Linked DNA regions of Gossypium hirsutum: all the other regions are linked to region 1. A link is a contact called in public Hi-C data. All regions are on one chromosome and are shown on one strand. The core of a region is the stretch at or near the end of the contact, and the rest is flanking DNA. Distances in the headings are between cores, read along the strand shown.

Region 1 (5,148 bases), core at 1,556-4,055:
CCAGTACAAAAATATAGAAATATCTTTTCAGTGCTCTATTGTTTCCTAAGGAAGCTTATAGTTAGACTATACAGTTAGCTATCAGCTTAATTTGGTAAAAGCTCTACCGATTACAGAAAGACAAGCAAGGCAAGTTAATAAATCTCTATGAATAAGGAGTTTAATTACATACTTCTGAAGAGATGATTCTCCAGGCTTCCTCGGGGCATAAACTCGTAGACAAGTAGTCTTTGATCATCCTCAATGCAATAACCGATCAATTTGACCAAATTAGGATGAAGGAGGTCACCGAGATAATTAACTTCAGCCTGCCACATGCAAAAGAGACAAAAGCATGATTCAGCCCTATGCCTTAATAAGAGATTCCAATGCGCTTTCAAGCATTAATAAATACTATAGATACAGAAACAGAGTATCTTACAAGCCATTCTCTATGGCCCTGAAGTCCGTCATGGTTAAGGGTTTTGACTGCCACAGGCAACCCTGTGCCTGGTTTCACAGGAGCATTTCCATTCTCACTGATCCAACCTTTGAATACACAACCAAACCCACCTTCACCGAGAAGACTCTCTGGTCTAAAACTCCTTGTTGCTAACCTAAGATCGTTAAAGGAGAATTTTCTAAGCTGCGAAGCAATTTTAAGCTCCTCACTTATATTTGGAGTCGACGGAGTACTTCCAGCATTGGTAGTAGTTGAAGATGTCACAACTGGAACAACTGGCTGACCTCTGCTGGTGTCATTTGACTTATTTGCGGTGTCATTTGACTCGTTCGTTGATTTACTTTCAGCTGAGTTCCACAAAAACAGTGAGAAAAAAGATTAGAAATCTATATACACCTCCAAAACAAGGGGATGAACACCAGAGAATGACCACGTGAACAAATTCCTGAGGTCATTGCCAATCACACCGACATTTTCTTATGCATTAAATGACAAATAATGAACTACAAGGCGACAATCTCAGTGATCATAAAGTAGACACGAATTACACCGTTGGTGGAATTATCATCCATCAAATATGCACGAATGGAAAATAATCACTGCAATAGTAATACATCAAGAGAATCAAATCAATATCATAATGGGCATAATCAGCTAGCTCACTAAAGCATAGAACTAAATCGATCAACAATATACAATTCATTGAACATCCACGTGGAAGAAAATGCATACAGTAAACATATCAAGACATAATCAGAAGGCCAAACGACAGACAAATGACATTATGCATTAGACGACAAACGAGAAACTACAAGGTGATAACCCTAGAGAATATTAAAGTAGAACTTATAGGGCACAACAGGAAAGTGATCATCGTGTTGTACAGCAACAAAAACCAATATATATGAACACCTAAACAGACATAACATCATTGCTAAAGCATAAAACCAAATCAATAAACAGTATATTTTCATCGAACATATCAACAGTAACAAATGCATACAGTTAAGCATATCAACATACACTTAGAACGCCAATACGATGGAAGAAAATAAGCAATCGGATAAGACTAAGCAAAGCCAATTACCATTAAGCAGAGATTATATAATCAATCAATAGATTTCACTTCAGCATTGGAATACCCCATTTTCAAATAATCAATCAATATCTAACAAGGAATATAATCAATGAACATGAACAAAGAAACTACAAAAAACAGTGAAAGAAAACCAAGAAGAAATTTTAATTTATACACCATATTGAGTGCTAATTATATAATCAATCAATAGATTTCAATTCATCATTAGAATGCCCCCTTTTTCAAATTATATTCAATCAACATGAACAAAGAAACTACAAAAGCAGTGAAAGAGAACCAATAAACAAATTAAATTTATATACCATATGGAGTGCTGGTTCCACTAGTGGAACCCTCCATTTTGGTTCTTGGAGACAAGCAGTTTCCCATAAACCTAAACTTAAACCAACATCCAGGCTCACCATCTTCACTATCTTTCTTCTTTTTCCCTTTGGATTTTTCAACATTCCAAGGCCCCACCTGGATATCACCTGGAACTAATCCCATTTTGCAAGTAATCTTCACACTAAATTCCCTTGTCTAAATAACACTTCATGTCACCATAAAACACCCAAAAAGATCAGTTTTTTAAAACAAAATTAATAATCAAAATTTACCAAGCAAGAGAAAGGATGGAATTCCCATGAAAACAGATACCCTTTTGTTTTAAACTGAAAAAAAAACAACTTGATTCTAAGAAAACTAAACAACACAAAATGACATAAACCCAGATTAGAAAATAGGTCTAAAATTAAACGGCATTGAAAGAAAAGAACATGCAACGCAAGAAATCAACTCAAAACAGTAATCCATAGCTAATATTAAGAAGAATGAGAAAATCCAAAACAAAAATAAAAACCCAAGAGAAGAAAACCCACCAAAAAACCAAAAAAAAAAAACCAACCCCAGACTCTTCAGTTTAGCCTTGACACCCAACACAAAACATTCAACTCAAATTTACTTGAAAGAGTAACAAACAACTCCAAAAAACACACTTAGACACAAAACAAAGAGTTCAAATTCTCCATTTTTTTTCAAAGAAGGGAAAGGAATGCAGCAGCATTTGAGAAATGAAAAAAACTTTGAAAGCTAAAAATGAAAGAGAAGAACACAAACACACACACACAAAAAAAAAAGGTGGGGAAAAGAGAAAAGAGCGGTATTTTCGCGTGAAAAGGAGTGAGAGTTTGTGTGTGTTTTTGTAATTTTTGAGAAAACTAAGTTTAAATTAACAAAAGAAAAAAAGAAAAAAAAAAGGAACAGTTTGGTTGGATTTGAGTTATCCTGTTCCAAGGCCTACAGGCTACTAACGTTTGCTTTTTTGTTTTGTTTTGTCTTGTTGTTGTAAATACTGAATGAGAAAAATAAATATATTATTTATGACCTTTTTTGTTTGTATATATAAAGCCCAAATTAATTAAGCATACCCCAGAGAATAAAAACTCATATTAGACTGTAATTATGACTTGATTCTTTTTTTAAATTTTTTTATATATTTTCTTTAACAGTAATAAAACGTTACAATTACTTTGTTGTTTGTGGATTTAGACCAAGCTACAACCACTATTTCTGTCTTTAATCAATTAAAAATTAGACTCCATTTTTAATATTTTGTGTTGTTATATAAAAAACCAATTAAAGAAATTATTAAAAAACCAAATTTTAAAATAGATGTTGTCTGGGTTTGAGTCATTCTAATTACGTTGGTTGTTTAGATTTTTTTTTTACTATAATTCACTAAAAAATTTAAATCTAAAATAGGACCTCTTTTTGATAAAAAATTCAAAATAGGACATTTAACTTTCCAAGGATTAATCTTTTATTATTTCAATTAAAACCTCATATTATTTTATGAATTTTTTTATATAAAATTTATTTTTCACTTACATTATGGGGAGTGTGCAAAAGATATGTTTTAATATGTACTAGATTATGTAACACCTGTATCGTGGGGAAGAAAAGTAAAAATTTTTTATCTCTCAACTTAACCACTCTGTTGTAATTTCAATTATTTAATTTTAAAATAAATCATAAAATTATTTAAAAACATAAATATTGTTATAATAAGATTTATTTTAACTTTTTTTTAAAATTAATTTGATATTTGACCAATTTACTGTGCAGTTTTTTAAGTAATTAGATTTATGTATTTTTACAGTGCGGGTGAAAAAATTTATGTAATAAACATATGTATTAAAATTTATTTAAAATCAAATAATGTTTTCAGGGGTGAAGCTAAAAAAAAGTTTTAGGGGGGCCGAATTGAAATTTTAATTTTTAATAGCCCATATTTTTATAATTTTTAAAGGACTAAATTAAATTTTTATAATTTTAGGGGGACAAAGTGTAATTTTACCTTTACTAATATAAAATTTTAAAAATTTTTAAATGGTCTAAATAGTAATCTTCCATTTTAGGGGGGTCGGCCCACGGCTCCCCCTAGATTCGCCTCTAGATGTTTTAGTTGAAAAGGCGAAGATTTGATATGCATAAAATCTTATCATTGATAAATTTTTATTGATGTGTAAAATTATAAAAACACTCTCGTAATAATATAATTTACATTGTAAAAAGAATCATTTTTTATAGTTTTTTAATTAAATTGAAATTTAATTATAGATAATACTAATTTAATTGAGAATATAAATATAGATTCATAAATATATATGTGGTAATATAAACAAGGTTAAAATTGTAAATTAAATAATTTTTAAAATTTAATATTTATGATTAATTCAGTACAATATAAAATTTTTAACTTAGCAAACTACATTTCCATATTGAGAATATGATGGGGGAAAATTACAATTACAATTACAATAATCTGATGGGAGATTTTGGAATTTTCTACAATTAGACTCAAAGCAGGCATATATAATATCTAATTAACGAATTTATTAAATTAATTCCAAAGTTGGTAAATGTATTCTTAACTTTGAAAGAAACCCACAAACTAACTTATCCCACATCCAAATTTTTAAAAAAGAAATCTTAGATTAACACATTTAATAATTCTTTTATTATTTACATTTAATAATTCTTTGTTATACACTTGAAAAGAAATATGAGGGGAAAGTTTGTAATAGTTTTATTACTTATTAACTATATTTAATATTTATTTAATGTTAAAGTTAATTTTTAAATATACAAACAACTAGTATATGTTATTAATTACATTTTGTATCGTCCTTATCCATGTAGGTTTTGTGGAATGGCGTGCTGAGGGAGATGTTTAACTCGACTAGGGACATCTAACAATGAGATCCTTTTTTTCTTTGTACTGTTTATTTGTTATGGGATTGGAATGGTTGAGTTATTTGATTGAACACTTAGTGACAACAAGGAGTGGGAGCCAAATAGGCTTTCAAGAAGGGTTTCGGTTTTATCTCATCTTTTTTTTGTCGATGATTTAATGCTTTTTAGCAAGGGGAATCTTCATCCTGCAAACTATGTAGGCAACATATTAAATAAGTTTTACTACTATATGTAACACCCCTAACCCGTATCTGTCACCGGAACAGGGTTATAGAACATTACTTGGGGTTTTCGGATCAATCAGACAGAAATTTCAAACGTTTCATTACATATTAATATTCATAATAAAACCAATCAAAATCATATATATTGT
Region 2 (5,148 bases), core at 1,526-4,025, 200 kb after region 1:
TTTGAAATATACATACTTATATTATCATTATAAAAGTAGATATTATCATTATAAAAGTAGCGAATTTATTTATTATTATAGAATCAATTACTTAATTTGTTGTTTTAAGTTGTATTTTGATCATAAATTTTTAAAATTTATGATATGGTCATTAATATTATCAATTTGTTACATTTTAATTACTTCATCGTTAACGCAAGCTGATATAACATGATAATATTAAGTTGAATTGCATAACTAAATACTATACTTGTTTTTTGAGTTCTTGAAAAAAAAAATTTCTTAACAAAATATTTGGGAACGCAAAGCAAATAAACTTAATTTGGTCTTATAATTCATATTAAAATTATACAAAGAGTTTGGTCACACATTTTCTCTTTCATCTGCTTCCAGCAAGATTGTTACAATTACATCCACCATGACTTTGCTTCCCATTCCCGATTCATCCTTGCCACTATCATCCAAACTCACTCTCTCCTATGCTCCCTACAGTCTTGACGAGACCCACCAATAGTGTTTGCCACCTGTTCCAAGATAACCCAAATTTAAGAAACTCACTCTTCCTCACAGAGACAGATATAGAAGACTGATTAGATTGGAAGGGTTGCATGAGGTGTCTGAGAGACAATTGATTAAGGTGGAAGAGAATGTGGGTCGTCTATACCGTCCAGCTGCCAAGCAAATAAGTAGTGAAGATGAAGTAGATGTTCAAAGAAGCTGAAAATGGATTTATGGATGAAATAGAAGAAAATTGAAGTAATTTTAATTTTCCTTTTTAACCAATAACTAATCATCTAGTTCGCTTGATGTTGGTAAAATAAAAAATAAAAATTTTCTTCTTATTCATCTCCTTTGCGTCTCAATTTGTTTAAAGAACGAAATTCGTAAATAGGAAATGTAGGACTAATGCAATTTAACCTTAATTAAATTAAGTCTAAAATGATGATATAACATGTCATGTGTAAATGACAATTAATGACTCAATCATCAAAATACAACAAATTAATAACATTAACGATCATACCATAATTTTTTTTAAATTCGATGATCAAAACGTAATCCAAAATGACTAAATTTGTCGTTAATCAAAACATTGTAAACATTGAAGTCCATTTGCCAATAGAAAAAGAGAACCTCTAATCTTCTGAAGTCATTGGTGGCACTTTCCAAAGCCTTGCTGATCACATATCAGAATTGAAATGATGATTCGACATCTAATTTCTTAGCTCTTTGAAGCTTGCTTTTCCTTGGACTTCTGGATCTTCAGAACCTTCTTTACAATTTTCTGCTCTTCCACCAAGAAGGCTCGAATTATCCTTCGAAAACAATCGGATTTGAATCAATGAGAACCGTCAAACACCAGAACTAGCATCCATGATCATATAACAGCAAATAAATAATGCACTACTTTCTATTTATACCTCTCTCTAACAGCACTGCAGGACAAAACACCACCATAAGCACGATTCACAGTCCGGCGGTTCCTTGGCAATCTAGACCTTTTGTATTCAGCAGGTCTCAAGTGAGGAATCTGCAATGAACCCATGTAAGTAACCCATAAGACCACCCTCAAAAACCTCACAACCTAAATCTTTAGTACGACCCTAGTTGATTGAATCTAAAGAAACAACCCCACGATGCTATTTTGGTCAACAAGGTTTTACATTTCAACTTAATATACAGATGAAGTACCGTAATAAACGGATACAAAGTGAAATGCTCTAGTGGGTTCCCTCATATACAGAAAACATCCTTATGATGAAGTATCTTATATAAGTATGATAAAATGGGTTCCATCCCATCATATATGATTATGCAATCTGGGGATTTCAATATCAATCAAGATATGATGTTAAAGCAAACATTTACAGCGATATACTGCTATAGCTTTCATTACATCCACAAGCACGAAAAGCACACTCGACCAACAACACATTAAATTTCCAACAATCCAAAGTTCTTGCCAGTTCCGAAATGATTTGATTAATACATTTCCTTATTTTAGGATTTGAAACGTTTAAACTCTGTACATTACATTTGACAAACTATACATACCATCAGCATCACTAACTCCATTAGATCTTAAGCAATTATATAAAACCATCCCAATATTTTTTATTTTTTATTTTTTATTTATGCTTAATTCGGAACCTAAAATCCATTAGGCAAACAACAGCAGCAACATGAATATAAACAAAGAGAAAGTACTATTTTTGTGTAAGAGAAAGTACTATTTTTGTGTAAGCAAAAGTATACCTAAATATCATACTCATGGATCAAAATAACAATAAACTCAAAATTTCAACCCAAAAAAAATCTGAATTTAAATTCAAAAGGAAAAGGAAGTACTTACACCCTGAATTCTCTTGCCAGTGACAGGACACTTAGGCCCACTTGCTCTTTTCTTAGTTGTCTGATAGACCAATTTCCCACCTTTAAAAGGAAAAAACAACATAAATTTCAATTAAAAATTAGACCATAAAAATGCGGCACCAATCTCTAAACTTGCAGACTTACCAGGGGTCTTAACGACACGGTGTTGATTGGATTTGGTAGCGTAGCTATGGCGAGTACGGTAAGTGAGCCTTTGAACCATTTTTGATGGTTTTCAAACTTTGGGTTTTACCTTCTCTGCTCTGTTTTATGGTAAGACTTAAGAGAGACAAAGTGGAGACCAAAGGGTTTTGTACCAGAGAAGACAATGTATAAGTAGGGATCCTTTAGGAAGGAAGCCCTAGATCGTACGATTATGTTTTAAGGTTTTTCTATCAACGGTTAAGATTATGCAGAATTGTTAGTAAATTGTATAGTTGGTCACTTAATTTTAAAAACTTTTCATTTTGGACACAAAAAAATATTTGCAACAAGACATAACCGTTTTCATTTTGGTCATCCTCCATGAATTTGGGATAAAGCAATATTATTGTAGATTCATTTTAGTAGTCAAGTAACTTTAATAAATTCTATTTTTGCCACTCATTTTATTTTTTTTTATTTTCTTTAATTTGTTAGAAACTTAGATAATTTCATGTATTGAGAAAAACTAAGATTCCGGTTATTTTAGTAAATATAAGTCAAAGAAAACGTGTTTTGATTAAAAATGTTAAAATGATTTTTGAAAAATAAAAATATGTGAAAATTAGAAAACAATAAAAATGTTATGAAATAAATAACAAAGAAAGTAAGAGAACAATAAATAAGGGAGCAAAAAGAGAGTATAAATTTTATTGATGAATAGAGATGATTTACGATACTTCTCCAAAATCTTTATTTGTAAACATAAGAAGTATACATGATATAAAACTCTATTGATAATGGCTATTAAAGTCCAAAAATATTTCAAATTTTATTTTGATCTTGATGAACATCCACTTAATAATAAAATATTCATAACACTTCTCCTTAAATGTTCATTAGTAGATATAATGTGCCTCTTTAAAACCTTACTAAAATAAAAAATATGGAAAAAGAATTCTCAATGAAAGAAAATGAATACACATATCTATAAATAAAATAAATAACCAAAATATTAAAGTGGTAATTAAAATGGATATATAATAACATTGTCTAACTCCAAATTGATAATAGTAAATAAAATGAAAATAATTATTAGCAACAGTGTTGTTTTGCAAGTTTTTTCAATGCCTAAAATGAAAACTTATAAAAGTTGGGAATAGTAGATATATTATTATTTGTTATCCAATTTTTATTTTATTCAACTTATAATTTTTTTTAGTCAAAACCAATATATCAACAGCTGACAGTAGTGACTACAGTTGTTACTATTAAATTTAATCACTTTGTGGTAATTTAAACATAATAAAAATACTAATATAATGTATTCAACGAATATAAAATTTGTTAAATACATATCACAAAAATTATAAAATAATTAATTAATATAATATTTTGGAATATGTCTAAATAATTAGAAAACAAACTTGATTGCACGTAATAAAATTTCACCGGTAATTAATACAATATATTCAACACATATGAAACTATCATGTGTAATATTTATATCATATTACCATTTAATATTTTAAAATATTTAATAATTTATATTTCTTGGTCATCTTTTGAAACAATTAATTATTTTGTAATAGGCTAATTTTTGGCATGGCCAACAAAAAATAAAAACTTTAATAAAACAATAATAAAGTCCAATACATGGCCCAAATTAAAACCAAATCCAAATGACCCAAAGAATAAAGCCCTAAAGCCCAAACAGCAAGCAAAACCCTAGTCCCCAAGGTGCAGTCGCCGCACGCCACCACGCCTCCTTCACGCGTCTGACACCACCTGCAAAACGAATGTCTAAACGCAAGCAGAAAGGACAAACAGAGAAAACAAATAACAAAGAAACAAAAAATAAAAATAAAAAATCTTGTAATTTGGCTATAAAAGCCATATCAACATACTTGTATTTTCTTCTGGGTTTTTTTCCCAAAATTTTGGAATAGAAAAACAAAAGATCTAAACTTTTAAGGTGATTTTCGTATTATTTAAACTTAAGTTTTTTTTTTATAAATACGAAATTAAAAAAGAGAAGGGAGAGGGCTCACCAGAGTTACCCTGTGGCCGCATCGTCGGAGTCCTCCTCTCCATGTCGTCGTCGATTCCAAAAAGGGGGAGAAGAGGCCTTTCTCTTTCGTTTTTTGGGGTTGAGAAGGCTTAGTCTTCAAACATTTTAAACGGGGGCTAAAGAGGTCGTTTTGCACCTCTCCGACCACCGTCCACGGTGGAGGTGCGGCTGCCAGACAGTGGCCCCAATCGGCCGAAGAAAGAAAAGAGAGAGAGAGAGTTTAAAAGTTCTTTCAGATTTTTTTTTGAAGTTGAAGGCTAAAATGAATTTTTTAAAAAATTTTGGGTCTTTTATTCAACATTCAAAAGGCGCCGTTTTTGGGTGGGGGTCCAGGTGCCAAAACGACACCGTTTTGGACCAACCGTGCGCGACCCGACCCGGTTAGAAAGGGATCCCCTTGTTTTTAAGGCCCAAATGGGCTATTTTCAGTTTTGGTTCCTCCTTTTTGTAGCGCCATTCGATTAAGCCCTATTTTATTTTCTTTGACTTCTAATTTTACCCTAAAACTTTAGCATCATTTCATTTTGGTCCTAGGATAAGACGTTGCGCACGGAGGGGTCTGG
Region 3 (5,148 bases), core at 772-3,271, 150 kb after region 1:
CCCCATTTTTCAAAATAAAAAATAGTTTCGACACATATGTTGTAGAGTATAGGGATCCCCATATTGTTTATTACCTTGTGCGTCTAGGAGTATTGTTATTGTTGCGCTTTACGTATTGGTGTTCAGTTAATTATTAATTAAGTCACGTGTAACTCATATTGAAATATTGTTGTTGTTATAAGATACTCATGTGTTTGAACATATTTATATTATTTTAAATTATGAATTTTATTTATATTGATACGTTATGAAAATTGAAAAATTACAAATTGCTATTAAAAATATTTTATGTAATTATAGGAATTGAGAAATCATTCAACCGTCATTTTCATGGACTTGAAGTGTTTAAAATATGTTTTTAAAAGAATTTTAATATTTGGTAAAGCTTACCTTACTGGAAGTATTTAAAATGTGTTTTTAAATTAAGTTAAAATTTGGACATCACCATTAAATTGTGAATAACTTAACATTCGGGTTTTTACTTTTGTGCACAATAACAATATTATCAAAAAGAAATTTAATTTCGTACGCAGGTTATAAATAATTAATGAGTTCGTGATGGAGTAATATCGTCAAAAAGAAATCTCCAGAAATTTTTATTCCATAAAAACAATTTTCACTTAATTTAACTTTGACATATAATTAGTTCCATCAGATTATTTTGTCATTTTTATCATTTTTAAATCGATTAATTGTTAGGTTATTTTTAAAATTATTTTATTTTTTATAAACATGATTTTTATTTTTATTTTTATAAGGATGATTTTATTAAATTGTTTATTAATTATTTTTATGTTTAAATTTTATATTTTAATGTGTGTAATTGAAAATTTGATTAAGTGGATTGCTTCCACCATTAGTGTGATGTGCCGCATCTTGTCGGAGCATTGGGCTGGGTTTGGGTTTACATAACCAATTTAAATTTTGGATATTAGTTAGATAATAAATCATTTCAAATTTCAAATAAATTGACGCATATAAATATAATTAAAAATATATAACTATTCTAAAATAATTTTTAAAAATATTCATACTATCTGTACTCAACTAATATGAGATGAGTAATTTTGAATAAAAGTTTATCCCGATTTTTTCAAAATTGTAACTTATTTTTGGATAATTAAGGAGGAGAAAAATAGTGAATTTTTATTTACAAGAAAAAAAAGAAAGAAAATATTACTTACTACGTTGAGCTGTAGAATGATTCCATTGTACATTTGATAACTGTTTTGTACATCATGATCTACAGATGAAAAACAGGATTTCTCCTTCTAATTAAAACCCTAACTAATTAAGATTTCATAATTAAACGCTACTCCATTAAATTCATCTTCAAGCTTTCCCATACTAATTAAGCTAAACACTGCAAGTCTCCCTCAATGCAAGGTTCGCTAATCCTTCTCTAAAAACTCCCTGCCGTAATTTCAAATTAATACAATTATTAACAAAAATCATTCTCGCGAGGATCTGATTATTAGAATTCAAAAAGAACGAACGTTTCTTAGCATCCAAACAGGTTGAGGAGAAAACAAAGAAGAGAAAAAATAAAGTTTTTAAGAAAAAAGAAAAATAGAAAACAAACCTTGATTGATTTCGGTAGGTTCAGTGTAAGACCTTTTAACGTTGTTCTTGCCGCTGAGAGGCGAACAAGGCAAGATCGGTCTCGAAACAAGAACCACGTTGACACGTCGTCGTCGTCGTCGTCGTCTTTCATCAAAGCCTCCACCGCCAACACCTCCTCCATATACGGAGTCGTTCTTATTATTCTCGTCGTCGCCGCCGAAGAAATCTTCGCCGAGATGCGACTCTTCCTCTCTTATCCTTAAAACCTGATTATGAACTTTCTCCACTTTCTTCTTCATCTGCACCACCACAGACCTCGGCGACTCTGATTCCGCCTCCTCCGTCGACGAATCACCACTCTCCACCTCCATAATCGGAACCTCCTTCTTCGCCTCCATCAAGTCGGTATCTCTTATTATTATTTTTTTTTTTTTGGTTCTTCTTTCCTTTAACGTGGGATTTTTTAGGGTGGCGGGGGAATTTATAGGAGGGAAAGAAGAGATTAAAACGGTGAGTTTTTTTGTGGGGTTCTGCAATTTCCTGTGGAATGACACTTGGCAGTAGAGTGAGACAAGAGGCAACTATCACTTGGTGTACGAAAAGACATGTGATGAAAAGGACTAGTCAAAAGGGTCCTGAAACGGTGCCGTTTAATTAGGCTTGGAGTTTCATAGGGTATTCAATTCGCCACGTGGCTTACTATTGCCACGTTATAAGAGTTTCATCTCGAGATTTTTTTTCCCTTTAAGGTAAATAAATATTTTTTAAGTTTTAATGGAATGTTTTAAAATATTGAGGTGGAGGGAAATAAGTGGAGGATTAGTCTATTTCAAAAAATCGTATTTTGCATGCATGATTGAGCATTAAAGACTGAAATTATTTGATTGGAGTAAACGTGGCAAGGTATGTATGCGTGTGGGAGAAGTTCATGATTGTACATGTGGCACCAAATTACCATATACTTTTTATTATTTTTCATGTAGATATTGAGCTAATTTTATGGTTTTTGTTGAATGTTCACCATTGCTTTGCTTTCAAAGATGTTAAAAGACGTAACAAATAAAAAAATCATAAAATATTAAATTCTCAACATTTTAATTTTACCTGTTGAGTTAAGGCCTTGTTGATAATAAGAAAAATGTTAAACTATTAAATTCTAAACAGCAATTAAATATAAATTGGAAGAGGAAATTTTATTAATATTAAATCATTACAAATAAATAAAATGAGTTACAAAGATCTCAATACACTGGACATAAAGAGTAAAGAAACGATACAAATGCTTAGATTGAAAGTCAAGTTATACCAAGGAACAAATTTGACTCAAGAAAGAAATACTAACATCACAATTACGAATTATATCACAGGGCATCACAATCAGATCCAATCTCACAAACTTAGTATTTGATCCAGCACTGACAATCTTGTCATTGAAAAATCAACAAAACCTCAAATCCTTTGAATTAGGCATAGACCAAAACAAGTTGGGTTGAACCAAAAAACCAAATCACCGTGGATTCAAAAAACCAAAATGATCAAATCTCATTGACTCCTAAAATATCTCCCTAATGGGAGAAGCCAACGGCCAAACCCTACACCTAATTTAAAATTTAATAGACTAGAGGTTGAAGAGATATCCGAAATGGAGAAATGGAAAAATGGAAAGATGAAACAATGAAGCAAATGAGAAAGGAGTGATCAACAATGAGAAGAGCCGTCGGACTGCTGCCTGCCTATGGTCCCAACAATGAGAAGGGAAAAGGGAGATGGTAAAGACTTAAGGACGCAACAAAGAGAAGAAAGGAGAGAGATGCCTTTAAGCAGCAGCTGGAAAAGAACAGTTTTCGCTTTAATTTATTTTGGAAGAGACACGGGTGGAGAGCAAAGGGATTTGATGTTAGCTATGACATCTTATATTTATTATGTTAATTTTTTTTTTGTATTTATTAAATATATCTTCTGCCTGTTGATTATACAAAATACATATCCATTATCAATCAAAATGGTGGAGCTTGCTAGTATAGAGATCACAATAATAAAGATGTTTTTTTTTTTTTAATCTTAAAACAGCACACTTAATTAACTTCAAATCCGACCAAAACAGCAATAGTAAATGCAAAACATATATCAAGATCCACTACAACAAAGTTCTGGAAACAAAACTCAAAACCATGTCTACCAATGGAGGATATTGTATGTTCCAAACAAAGGCTTTTAAAGGGTTCCTACTGGTGGTTGATAGTAGCCTAAGGTTTACTCTTCATCATCTTCATCACCATCTCCACCAGCAGCCTTCTTGGCAGCTGCTCTCTGGTTCTTTCTCTTCACTCTTCCGGGGCGGCCACCTCCAAACGGACTAGTAAGAGAGAAATCAATATGCTTTTGGGAGTCGACCCTCACCATGAAGGACGGGATGTTCACAACCTGTCTCCCGACCCTGTCAATAAATACCGAACATCAGGATACAACATTCAGAAACATCTATAACATCAGGATACAACTTAATCAAACTCGAGTAAGCTTTGAACCTCAAATTTCAAGTTGACTCCAGCTTCTTAAAGCTAGAGCTAGACCTGGTTATACAACTAGGCTTAACAAATATGAAACGGCTCAACAAGAAATCATATACAGGAATATGCAAAGCACAAGACAATAAATTGCAACAACTAGCAAATCAGCATATCAGAAATCAGTTAGGAATTTGGCAGATAACTAGTTGCAGCCTAACAAATAAATGCTTCAAGGGAAAGAATGTTTTCCAAGTGTATATCATGAAAACTTACAGCGTCTCTAAACCAGAGCCTCATTCAAGCTGTTGAAGCAAACTCATACCGTTCAAACTAACATTTATCACTTAAGGGCACATTACAAAAGACGGCTGACAGATATATAAAATGAACATGAGGGAATAAAACAAATGAATTGTTGCAGGCAAACTACCAACTTTCACATTTAAATACAGTGACAACTGTATCTACAATGTCATTTGAGAAGCAAAATATGGGAACGCACTGTATAATAAGAAATATAGTAAGCTTCTACCTTATGTGTCGTTGCCTGATCAACACACGTGCATGGTGAATTGACTTGGCCATACCAGTCTTGAACACGAGCGTTTGCAAACGACGTTCAAGGAAGTTTTCAACAGTCAAAGCCAACACATAATCGAGCTTGTTCTGGCTCTCATCCAAAAGTCCATATCTGTTCATCCTACGAAGAAGGGCTTCACCTTCAAAAATACGACGAGGGTTCTTCTCATCAAGAGTGAGAAGGTCCCTAGCAGCATTACGGATGCGGCTCAAAGCATACTGAACCCTCCACAGCTCCCTCTTACATCGGAGCCCATACTCTCCTACAAGCCTCAACTCAGCATCCAATCGTTCCTTCTCATACGGACGTCGTGGCTTCTTAAAGGTCTTCCCATCTACAACCACACAACAATTTAATAATAGAAAAAAATAATCTCCTTTACTTAGGAAGTCAGGGACCAATAATCTAAAAAGTACTTCACAATTAGGATCCAAGAATACCATCAATTAGCCCGCATTTCTCAAGATTCGAACCCCAGATTTGAAAGTTGGTATC

Evidence for each region. A called contact is a pair of places that touch in the nucleus more often than the background predicts.
Region 2: a Hi-C map of leaf shows a contact between it and region 1, with 2.3 times the contacts expected there. The contact joins the promoter of LOC107943246 here to the promoter of LOC107961687 in region 1. A contact is called at or near these places in 2 of 34 Hi-C or Micro-C datasets (callus and leaf).
Region 3: a Hi-C map of leaf shows a contact between it and region 1, with 4 times the contacts expected there. The contact joins the promoter of LOC107961455 here to the promoter of LOC107961687 in region 1. A contact is called at or near these places in 8 of 34 Hi-C or Micro-C datasets (callus, hypocotyl, leaf and 1 more).

The regions. Positions count from the first base shown.
Region 1 is chrA05:101,336,837-101,341,984 of Gossypium_hirsutum_v2.1, forward strand. It overlaps LOC107961687 (probable serine/threonine-protein kinase PIX7), which reads right to left and starts at 2,806. Exons shown (of 6, transcript XM_016897764.2): 1 at 1,844-2,806; 2 at 422-789; 3 at 173-308. The coding sequence starts at 2,027.
Region 2 is chrA05:101,541,212-101,546,359 of Gossypium_hirsutum_v2.1, forward strand. It overlaps LOC107943246 (60S ribosomal protein L34), which reads right to left and starts at 2,776. Exons shown (of 5, transcript XR_005927379.1): 1 at 2,518-2,776; 2 at 2,354-2,433; 3 at 1,422-1,531; 4 at 1,135-1,316; 5 at 313-671. It overlaps LOC107887768 (putative NAC domain-containing protein 94), which reads left to right. Exons shown (of 3, transcript XM_041114292.1): 3 at 1-27. It overlaps LOC121229594 (a long non-coding RNA gene), which reads right to left. Exons shown (of 2, transcript XR_005927380.1): 1 at 4,566-5,148; 2 at 4,039-4,302.
Region 3 is chrA05:101,485,918-101,491,065 of Gossypium_hirsutum_v2.1, forward strand. It overlaps LOC107961455, which reads right to left and starts at 2,022. Exons shown (of 2, transcript XM_016897582.2): 1 at 1,583-2,022; 2 at 1,167-1,413. The coding sequence starts at 1,961. The coding sequence ends at 1,403. LOC107959797 (40S ribosomal protein S9-2) reads right to left here. Exons shown (of 3, transcript XM_016895950.2): 2 at 4,606-4,987; 3 at 3,643-4,000. The coding sequence ends at 3,817.